Regions from separate parts of the Zea mays genome. Here region 2 is linked to region 1. A link is a contact called in public Hi-C data. All regions are on one chromosome and are shown on one strand. The core of a region is the stretch at or near the end of the contact, and the rest is flanking DNA. Distances in the headings are between cores, read along the strand shown.

Evidence for each region. A called contact is a pair of places that touch in the nucleus more often than the background predicts.
Region 2: a Hi-C map of tassel shows a contact between it and region 1, with 1.9 times the contacts expected there. The contact joins the promoter of LOC100286253 here to the promoter of LOC100285862 in region 1. A contact is called at or near these places in 2 of 25 Hi-C or Micro-C datasets (ear and tassel).

Annotation. Positions count from the first base shown.
Region 1 is chr1:228,612,430-228,617,708 of Zm-B73-REFERENCE-NAM-5.0, forward strand. It overlaps LOC100285862 (O-succinylhomoserine sulfhydrylase), which reads left to right and starts at 2,999. Exons shown (of 2, transcript NM_001367227.1): 1 at 2,999-3,846. The coding sequence starts at 3,060.
Region 2 is chr1:229,273,179-229,278,457 of Zm-B73-REFERENCE-NAM-5.0, forward strand. LOC100286253 (protein kinase domain containing protein) reads left to right here and starts at 2,514. Exons shown (of 2, transcript NM_001159140.1): 1 at 2,514-3,035; 2 at 3,146-4,351. The coding sequence starts at 2,666. The coding sequence ends at 3,837.

The sequences.
Region 1 (5,279 bases), core at 1,749-4,248:
GAGGCAGCTTCGATTATTCACCAACGAAACTTCCAAACAAGATCCTTTGCCCCGTCTCCGGTATACGCCAAACCTCCGAAGTAGTCCAACCCACGAAGAAAGGAGGGTTTCCACATGTCATCGTTGCCGAGCCACATCCGCAAACGAAGCCGCTCTGGCTTCACGCTGCAAGCCCACACCTCCACCCGCCTACCGGGCGTCGAGAAGCGAAAGCATCAACCAAGAGGCGACGCTGTGGTCAAGGCGAACTTCAAAAGCGACGCCTTCAGGAAGGGAGTGACATCGGGGACGCCACTGTCACAGGTTCGAGAAGGACCAGACTTTTGCCCATGGGAGACAGTGCTGGAGGAAGCGACACCCTCAACAGGGGAAGCGGCGCCCATAGGCGTCACCGAGGCGATCGCCCCCCAACACAACGTCAGGTCAAGACGCCGGTCATAGAAAGCAACCTTCGTTGTCGCTGACAGCTGACACCACACACAAACCATCCAGAGGGGCAGCGGCGTGTCGGTTGTCGTAACAGCCACAAAGATGTGTCACCCGCTACCCCTCTAGCTGGGCACACAGAAACCGAGCAACATGAACCCACAAACAACACACAGCTACGCGGTGCCACGTGCTGGCAGCCGCCGCGACCCTGACAAACGTGGCCACCGAAGCAAGCAGACGCCAGGCCCGAGCGCAGAGGCATGTTCATTGTGCAGTAGCCCCCGCAGGGGCGCATTGGCACGTTCGCCGTGCAGTAGCCCCCGCAGGGGCAAAAGCATAGGCGTGCAACGGCGTCATAACATAGGAGGCCGAGGCGGGAACAAGGCGACAGCAAGGCCCCGCACGCGTAGCCGCCGAGTTGCGCCAGCCACACGTAGGAGGCTAGGAGCCCTAAGTCAGCAGCGAACCATGGTGGCCCGGCTGAAAGGGAAATGGCCTTAAAACCATTTCTTATTTTTTGGTGCTTGATGACCATCACAACCATTCAGACTGACCAGTTTGGCTAGTCTCTGATTCACAGGTTCATAAGATCAATAGTTCAGTTTCTAAGTCAGAATCTGCTCAGTTCCAATCAAATAGGGGTAATACATGGAATAGATGAACTACCAATAGTTCTACTCTTTGGACAAATTCTTAATACCCCGAGGAACCTTTTCAACACGTCTAGAAAGGTTTGGAAAGCTCAAAATCAACATACCACTATTGTGGAGCTAGTACTGGGCAAAAGAAGATATATGAGTGAAAGAATCAAAATGCAAAGAGGGTTGGACTAAGGAAATGAGGATGCAACACCTCAATAGAAGACATAAAAATAAGCAAAAAGATCCAAGGCTCAAGATCATAAGAAGCCCAAAAGAGTCAGCAAAGAAATCCAACAACAGGGCAAGACAGGCTCCAGCCTGCGGCGCACCGGACAGTGTCCGGTGCCCAGGCTGGCGCGCCCCATGAACTGGCCGCTCTCGGGATAACAAAGAGCTCCGTGGCTAAAATTCACCAAACTGTCCGGTGAGTCTAGGGTCAACGATCACTTCACCAACGGTCGACTGCTACGCGGTCAGAAAGGACAGAAGGGCAGAAGCGGTCAGAGAAAGTTATTCGCACCGGACTGTCCGGTGTGCCACCGGACTGTTCGGTGCGTCACAGGGCAGACGAATCCAACGGTCGATTGACGTGGCACGCACCGGACAATAAACAGTGCAATGTCCGGTGCGCATGTAGGATCTAGGACACCGGCTAGAGGGGGTGAATAGACGTTTTTGACTAAAATAAAATACACTAGACAAATTTAATCAAAACAACAAGAGATGTAAATATTTCTAGCCTTGATGGAACAACAAAATGTAATGAGCAATTTAATCTATTGTCACAAAGATAATCAATATATAAGTTACCATAATAGCGTTTACCGATCGTTTCCGACCGTTTTCATCCCTAGTGCTATATATGCATGTTTATGTGTGAGACTGAACATAAGCATCCCTTTTAAAACTAGTTTGGAAACTTAAATCTCATTCGTGATTGGAGGAGATAGAAATGAAAGTGAACTAATTTCTCTATCAATCCTCTCCTAGACATCACAAAGCCATAATCATGATTGTTAAGCTCAATCATTAACCACGATAAAGCCGCCATTAATAAGCCTAAAGTAACTAAACTGGTCCATCTGCCGTTAGTCGTACACTATGTCATGGTGGCCTGGTCCAGTCTAGTTTCTTATGCCCTATTTGAAACCTCTAAAAACAATAATTAGTTATTATAATTAGTTGTTGAGGTTCCAAACACTCTCAGCTAATATCTTAGCTATTTTTTTAGCTAACTCACAACTAACCAACAGTTCATTAGTTGGCTTAACTCAACTAATAATTTATTAGCTGACTAACTATTATTTCTATTTCTATGTGTTTTAAGCAAAGCCTTATATGTCGCATCGCACAATATTCATTACACTTACTCTCTCTATTTTAAATTATAAAACAATTTGATTTTTTGATATAATGTACTATCTTTGTACTAAAATAATAGTAGTTTTAAGGAATTAGTGGGTTCATATAATTCTTGATTCGGAAAGGAGGGAGTATTATAAGTGCATAGCAAAAGTTATAATTTTTGGAGAAAGAACTAAAATATCTTACAATCTAAATGGTGCGACTGGTATTAATTTTAATTGAATCTGATTTGGCTGGATATACACATACAGTGCAATAACCAAAACCTGATTTTGCCCCCTGCATCTTTTAAAACTCAATGAATTGCTGCCTAACAGTACCATAACGTATAGACGCTACAGTTAGCATGAAGATATCATCCCAACGTTACAATCTGTAGCCTGGTCACCTGACCGTGGAATGGGCCCGATTCATACCCCCTCCTCCATCCACCGCCCGTTCCAGCGCGCCCGCGGCCGGCGGCTCACAGCCGTCCACAGCATCGAGAGTCTCCCAGCCACAGAAGATCCTGGCATCGCCTATAAATTGCCCATCACCTCATGTTCCCTTCCCCGCACCGCTCTGAAAACCATTCCCAGGCCCGCCCGACTTCCTGCCCTTGTACAACGCACGGTCCCCGTCCCAATGGCCCAGACTCTGTCCGCCGCCTCCGAGCTGGCCACCCTGAAGCGCCCGTTCGGCAACGACGGGTTCGGCGATGGCAGCAACAACGGCAGCGCCACCGGCGAGAAGCCCAAGGCGCGGCGGCGGGAGGCGGACCCGGCGGCGGCGCTGGCCGCGGCGCGGCACGAGTTCGGCGAGCACGGCGGCGTGAACATGTCCATCGAGGCGTCGGCGACGTTCACGGTGATGGAGCCGGACACGATGCGGCGGCTGTTCGCGGGCGAGCTGGGCCCCGACCGCGGCGACATGTACATCTACAGCCGGCACTTCAACCCGACGGTGCTGGCGCTGGGGCGGCAGATGGCGGCGCTGGAGGGCACGGAGGCGGGCTACTGCACGGCGTCCGGGATGTCCGCCATCTCGTCCGTGCTGATGCAGCTGGTGGGCGCCGGCGGGCACGTGGTGGCGTCGCGGTGCCTGTACGGCGGGACACACGCGCTGCTGGCCCGGTTCCTGCCGCGCGCCTCCGGGGTGCGCGCCACCTTCGTGGACGCCGACGACGAGGCCGCCGTGCGCGCCGCGGTGGTCCCCGGCGAGACGCGGGTGGTGTACGTGGAGACCATGTCCAACCCGACGCTCGCCGTCGCCGACATCCCCATGCTGGCGCGGGTGGCGCACGAGGCCGGCGCCAAGCTCGTGGTGGACAACACCTTCACCCCCGTGGTGGTGTCGCCCGCGCGCCTCGGCGCCGACGTCGTCGTCCACAGCGTCTCCAAGTTCATCAGCGGCGGCGCCGACATCATCGCCGGTAAGGACACGTCCTATCCTATTTATATCCTCCGACCCTGTCCCCGCGTCGTCGGCGACTCGGCGTGGCGTGTGCATGCAACGATAAAATTAGAAACGCGCCTCGCTGACGGTCTGTGTGGTTGGAAAACCTACTCGGCTACTCCTACCTAGCTGCATTAGTGGGAGGCATGCGTGGTTATTGTAAAGCACTTGCAAATTGCAGATAGAAAACCGATAGCTAGGCATGCATGGTACGGTTACGTGACTGTGTTCCAGTGAAGCTGGGGCCTCAAAAGCTAGGGCCTTGGTCACATGGAATCTTTGGAGCGGGGGAGGGGGGGATTGTACATGAAAAAAATGTCAAAATAAGGTCTTATTGGTTTGTGCCGGATTGGTGGGTCGGAACGCTTCCTGACCGGATTGCTTCTCTAATTTATATAAACTTTGATTAGCTGGAACAATTTCAAGTATAATCTGACACAAACGAACAAGCCCTAAATTACCGTACCGGTCAAACAGATTATTGCTATAATATAATAATAAATACCGGGGTAATAGGATAAATCGGCAGACCGTACATGAGTGATTACGACATGACACATGTGTCCACCGCGGCATCGCTATCCCCAGTAGCCGTGGATCAATTTGGTAACGGAGGAAGCACGTGCGCCTTTACATTGTCTAGTCAAAAGTTCCATTGTCAGGGTTTTTGCTGGGCTCAGATCGCTAAGCTGATCTGCGCTCTCGACTAACACAATTTGCTGCGGTTTTTGTTTATTTGAATGTTTTTGAATACACAAAATAGTGGTGTAGTAATAGACCGGAGTTACGTGACCGCCTACATATTTTTATAGGCAAAAAAAATAGGCAGAACACACCCTGTACTTGTAACTGACGTGCATTGCGCTCCCTACATGTGGAGACTGGATGCGAAGGCGACGACGATGACAACGATCAAGGCCCCAAGCGACAAGGTACAGAGTCACGCGGGCGCGGTTGGTCTCGCCTAGTCACGTAGCTAGAATCCCCTTGGCCGCGGGAACGTGACGTGGTGTGACCCACCCCATCGTCTGTGCCTGGCACGCTCCATGTGTGGCAGGTCAGGTCTGGCCAAGGCCAGGACGGGCGCGGCGGGGCCTCCAGCATGGCCGGCGACCCATCCTCTGCCGATCCCCGTGTTTGGCCGCTCACCGTCTAATCATTTTGTCTGCCGCGCCTTTTTTTTTTTCCTTGCAACTTTTCTTTCGTCGCATTGCACTGCACCCCCGCTCCTTCAATAATGCGTTGCTGCTGGGGTGTGCAACGTAGGAGTAGTGCACTGCACCGCGTGGCTTTTGTCCTGGCTCCTGACCCTGCCACGTACGACGAACCGCATGGCGTCAGGACGTGACCGCGCCCGCCTGTTGTCGTCTGGCCAGGCCTCCATCACGCCTTGGCGCGTGCACGAGATCG
Region 2 (5,279 bases), core at 1,264-3,763, 660 kb after region 1:
GCGAAAACCGCAGCGTGTTTTTCAGGTTCAGAGGCAACTTGACGAGCACGAGGAGGTACATTACACTGCACTGGCAGGCGTAGAAGCCACCCGTACTCTTTGGCTGCAGTGACATGTCACCTTATCCATGTCTTGGCTAGTTGGCTTGTTGGATTGGACCAGTCGAGATGGCGTCGCATTGCATTATCCACCCGTACTCTTGTTGGATCGGTCCGTGGCATCGAGATGGCGTCGCATTGCATTGCATTGCAAGGGAGGTTTTAGAGAGGCAGAGAGCGCTACGTTCGACCCATAAAAGCCAACCGAGCCGGCGAGCGAGAGGAGGGTGGCTTGACGCAATAATAATAATAATAATAATAATAAATCCGCCACCTTTAAAAACTCTCGTACCCAAAGCCCATGCCGCCATGTTGCGGGGCGTGTTGAAGGTTCAGTGAACGCGAACAGGCGCCCGGATTTCGTGTGAAGGTTCAGGAATCCGATGCGTCTCTCTGTGTGTGATGTGCGCGCGCCTGTGGTTCTCGTCATGCCCGTACGCGTGGGAAGTCCGCTTTGCTCTTTTCAGGGTTCTCGCGTGAAGCATGTACAGTACGTATGGCTCAACCTCAGAAGCAACCAAACAAGACGCCATTCATGAGGACGACTCACCGCTCTCGGATGCGCTGCGTCCTCCTCCCTCCAGGCTCCAGCGCGCGGGCTCCAGCTCCCGCCCGTCGCCGTCGGCCTGGACTCCTCCTTGACCATCCGCCTCCTGCTCGTCCAACCGGCCCCGGACCACGGCGCTGCGCCACCACACCAACCAAACCCATCCCCAAACAAAACCGACACGCGTCCGGACTAGGAATGGTAACGTGGGATAAAAACCCTGACGAGAATTCCGTCCCCGCTTGAATTATAATTAACCCAAACCGTATAGGTACTGCAGGCAGGAGTATACATGTCCAACGGGCCGTGCTGGACCGGCCCGGCACGGGCATGGCTGGACCCGGCACGAGGGGCGCCAGTCCAAGTCCGGCACGGTTTAGTGTCGTGTCGGGCCGGGCCGGCCCGCGGGCTGGCTGACGCAGCCTAGACCCGACACGGTTATAACACACAAAAAACAATCTAAAATTCAGAATTTAAAGATAATATTCAAATTTAGTTTAAATTCAATTAATTATATTTATAATTTTAGATACATACTTAGACAAAGAATTTTAGATACACATATAAACACATATAACAATTTCGAATACTCTTATATAATAACATATTATCAGTATTATAGCTAAAAACAGACTGACAGTTACAAAATAAGGTCCTAAAACGTGCCGTTATCGTGTCTACTAATTAATCGTGCCGGGCCCGTGCCTGCACCGCGGGCCAGAAGACTAGCCCAAGCCCGACACGGCTATCGGACCGGGCCGGCCCGGGCACGGTTCTAGTCGGGCTGGACCGTGCTCGTGCCGGGCCACGACCGTGCCGGGTCACGGGCCCACTGGCGGGCCGGTCCATTTGGACATGTCTAGGCAGGATAAATAAGAGCTCCGGTTTTTCACCTAACACTTGGCCAGTCGCCGTAACTATCGTACTAGTAGCAGTAACCATACTGGTTAAATCTCGATGTTATTTTTTCACTGCTGCGGCATGCGGTGAGCGAGCAAGCGACCGGTCATCAGGACCTTTTTTCCTGATTTGAGCTGACCAGAGCTCGGCAGCGGCAACCTGACATGTCCGCTGCCCGCTGAAGCTTCCGGCTTTTTCCGATGTATGTATGTACAAGCCCTGGAAAACGTCACCTCAAGAACCTGCCCAGCCCAGCCCAGCCCAGCCCAGCCCAGCCCAGTGCTGCTGCTGCATCGGTCACCGATCAGTGGTGGGTGCGAGACATCCTGGATCGCCAAGGAAAGGAACCACGTCCACTGTTCACGCCTCGGCTTTGCCCATATGATGCGTGCCGTCGTTATTCGTTAAGCTTCAGCTGAAACCTAATCGGCCGCAAGCTTCCACACCTACTGGAGCTGGACAGACACAGGCTCACTCCCTTGATATGTTTGTTGATCATGCATGCATACATCTAGTCGTCACACACGGTACGTGTATTGGTGTACTGGTCCAATTATACGGTCTAAACAAGTGCATAGTCTCGCTGTAATCCATGGAGCTCCACGGATAATGGAGGAATAGATTAATAACACCAATAATAATAATAATAACGAACGGTTGGTTCGATCGATGAGTCCCCGCCTAATAGCATATTTGGTGAGGCAACAATAGTACTGTCCTTGTGAGTAAGGTGGGTCCACTTGTCAGGCACCCTATCATCCCTGCCACTGCAGGTCTGCGGCGCTGCTGCATCTGCATGCCAATGACTGCATAAACAAGTTTCTCGCTTGCTTACATCATCCCCTCCACAGTTTACATCCTGTGATCCTGATAAGTTGGCACTTCACAGTTCAAACCCCCCACCAAATCTGAATCCCCCATACACCTCTCCCATATATATATCAGCCTTCCGCCCATCCCAACCCCAAGTACACAGAGAAACAAATACAGAGAGGCAGAGGCGCCATCATCTCCCTTCTTCTTCACCCACAAGCCTCTAGGTGCCTCACAAGTCCTCCTCCGCTGTCATCTCCCCTCTCCACTCCTCCCTGGTTTGTTCAAGAAACTTTCTTTGGACAAGATGGGAGTGCAGAGGTACAGGTTCTTCTGCTGCGGGTGTGGCGCCAATGCGGCGGCCGACGGCCGGGAACGCGACGAGGACGGGGGCTTCGGGGTGTCCGACGGCAAGGCCGAGAAGGGGGTCGAGGCCGGCCCGCGGGGGCTGTCGTGGGCGCAGGTTGAGGCGATGACGGGCGGGTTCACCTCGGCCGTGGTCGGCGAGGGCGGGTTCAGCACCGTGTACCTGGCGCGCCTCTCCGGCGCGCTCGCCGCCGTCAAGGTCCACCGCAGCAGCGAGCGCCTCCACCGCGTGTTCCGCCAGGAGCTCGACGCGCTCCAGCGCGTCCGGCACCCGCACATCGTCCGCCTCCTAGCCTTCTGCGACCAGCAAGGTGGGTCATCTCCTCTGCTCTGCTTTCTCGCGCTCCGCCTAGTGCGCCTTCCTTGTGCTGTGCTGAGTGCTGACGGAAGGCTCTGGCTTTTTTTTCCCCCCGAGTCGCAGACGAAGGCGTGCTGGTGCTCGAGTTCGCGGCGAACGGGAACCTGCACGAGCGGCTCCACGGCGGGGGCAAGGCCGCGGGGACGATGCCGTGGGCGCGGCGGGTGTCGGTGGCGCTGCAGGTGGCGCGCGCGCTCGAGCACCTGCACGACCGCTGCGAGCCGCAGGTGGTGCACGGCGACGTGAAGGCGTCCAACGTGCTCCTGGACGCGTCCATGTCCGCCAAGCTGTGCGACTTCGGGTCGGCGCGGATGGGGTTCTCGGCCGCCGTCCGCCCGCGCTCGTCCGCGCGCACCATGCTGGGCTCGCCAGGCTACGTCGACCCGCACTACATCCGCTCCGGCGTGGTCACCAAGAAGAGCGACGTGTACAGCTTCGGCGTCCTGCTCCTGGAGCTGCTCACGGGGATGGAGGCCTTCTGCGCGGAGGAAGGCCGGCTCCTCACTGCCGTCGTCGCGCCGCGGCTCAGGGCAGGCGACCCGCCCTGCGACGCGCGCGGGTTGGTCGACGAGAGGCTCGGCACCGCCTACGACGCCGCCGAGGCCGCCGCGGTGGCGGCGCTGGCCGCGGCCTGTGTCGGCGACAACCCCAGCCTCCGGCCGTCCATGGCCGACGTGGTGCGCACCCTGGAGCAGCGCGCGCAGGGATCCATCTCCGCCGTGGAGAGGAGATCGGACGGCCAGAGGAAGGTGTGAGCCACGAGGGCGGGGTCGTCGCGTCCTCCGAGGCGCCCAGATCTGGCTTGCCGACTTGTTAACTTGCGGTGCTGACGTGCGTGCATCGCACACGTGGCGCGCGAACATTGGTTGCTAGGAGAACAAAGCGTTGCTGGTGTGCGAGCACATCAAAAGGACGAATCAAAAAAGAAGTGGAGAAAAGCGTGGTGAAAATTGAAGAGAGAGAGAGAGAGAGAGTTGATTAGGGGAAAGGTTTGGAGGAGGTAAAAAGGCAGGGCTAATCTGTGTGCTGATGGGGGGTTTGCATCATATGTTATGTGCCAAAGCAGCATCTACTTGGGAGAGCCCAAAAAATATGGATCGTGCAGCACACGATTCTAAGATTTTGTTGATTCTTATTGGTAGTTTCTTTTGTTATTTTGGCAAAGTACATGGAGTGTTTCTTCTTTGTACCTATAATTTAGCTAGATTTCAATTTGTATTGGATTTGTTGAGAGCTTGGTTTGTTAAACCTGTGTGAATGGGGAAAAAATCGCTTCTTGAGAATGCGCCTTTGGTGAACGGCACAGTCATTGTTCAGAAATAAATTGGGCGCTGATACGATTTTATTCCGCTGTCAGAGGTCCAGCCGGACTAATAAATTGGGTGTTTGCATCAAAGCGTTCAAACCCTTAGTTTCGGGGGCACATATTCGCATCTCCTTTCTCGGGGACAACTCAAGCCGATTATAATACCAACCCATACCCTGCTATCAGTAGACGTAAGAAAACACTGCACCGTTCATTCTTGGTCAAGAAATTATATCCCTTTTCTCTCGTTTATTCTCCTAATTATATGCACGAAAGAACCGACGTGTGGCCAACAATCGGTCTCATTGTTAGAATAATAATTTTTTCATAGTAATACGTTTAGTTTGGCTCATTTCTGGTAAATTGTCGATATCGGTAAAGTTTTAAATTGAAAAAAAAAATCTAATAATGCAAGACAAATGATTAGACATTAGGAGTACGTATGGTGTTTAGCACGGCACGACGAAGTAGCCAGTTGAGAGCTTGACTTTAACAAAAACCGTTGAAAGGGACACATGTGCTCCCAGACTAGGCGCACGCAGCTCTCTCTCTCTCTCTCTCTCTCTCTCTGATCTGGCACGCATTTATTATTGGCGCGGACTGTCACAGGTCAGGCCTGGCCAACGCCACGAAAGCAGAGCTCGGAACTGTACGTTGACGTGCGAGGACAACCCGTAATCCTCACACCACACGGGAAACGCCGTGACGCCCCGGACCCCGGAGCCTCACGTCAGGGTGGTCGTGCCGGCGCTGCACAGGCAGCCAGGCATACATGGTGTGCGTCGCCGGTCGCCGGGGAGCGGTCACGTGCGGACGGGGGGAGAGCGGGCCGGGCGCGTGCGCCGCGCCGTACTGGTGGCCGGTGGCGAGTCTCTGTTGGCGATGGCGCGC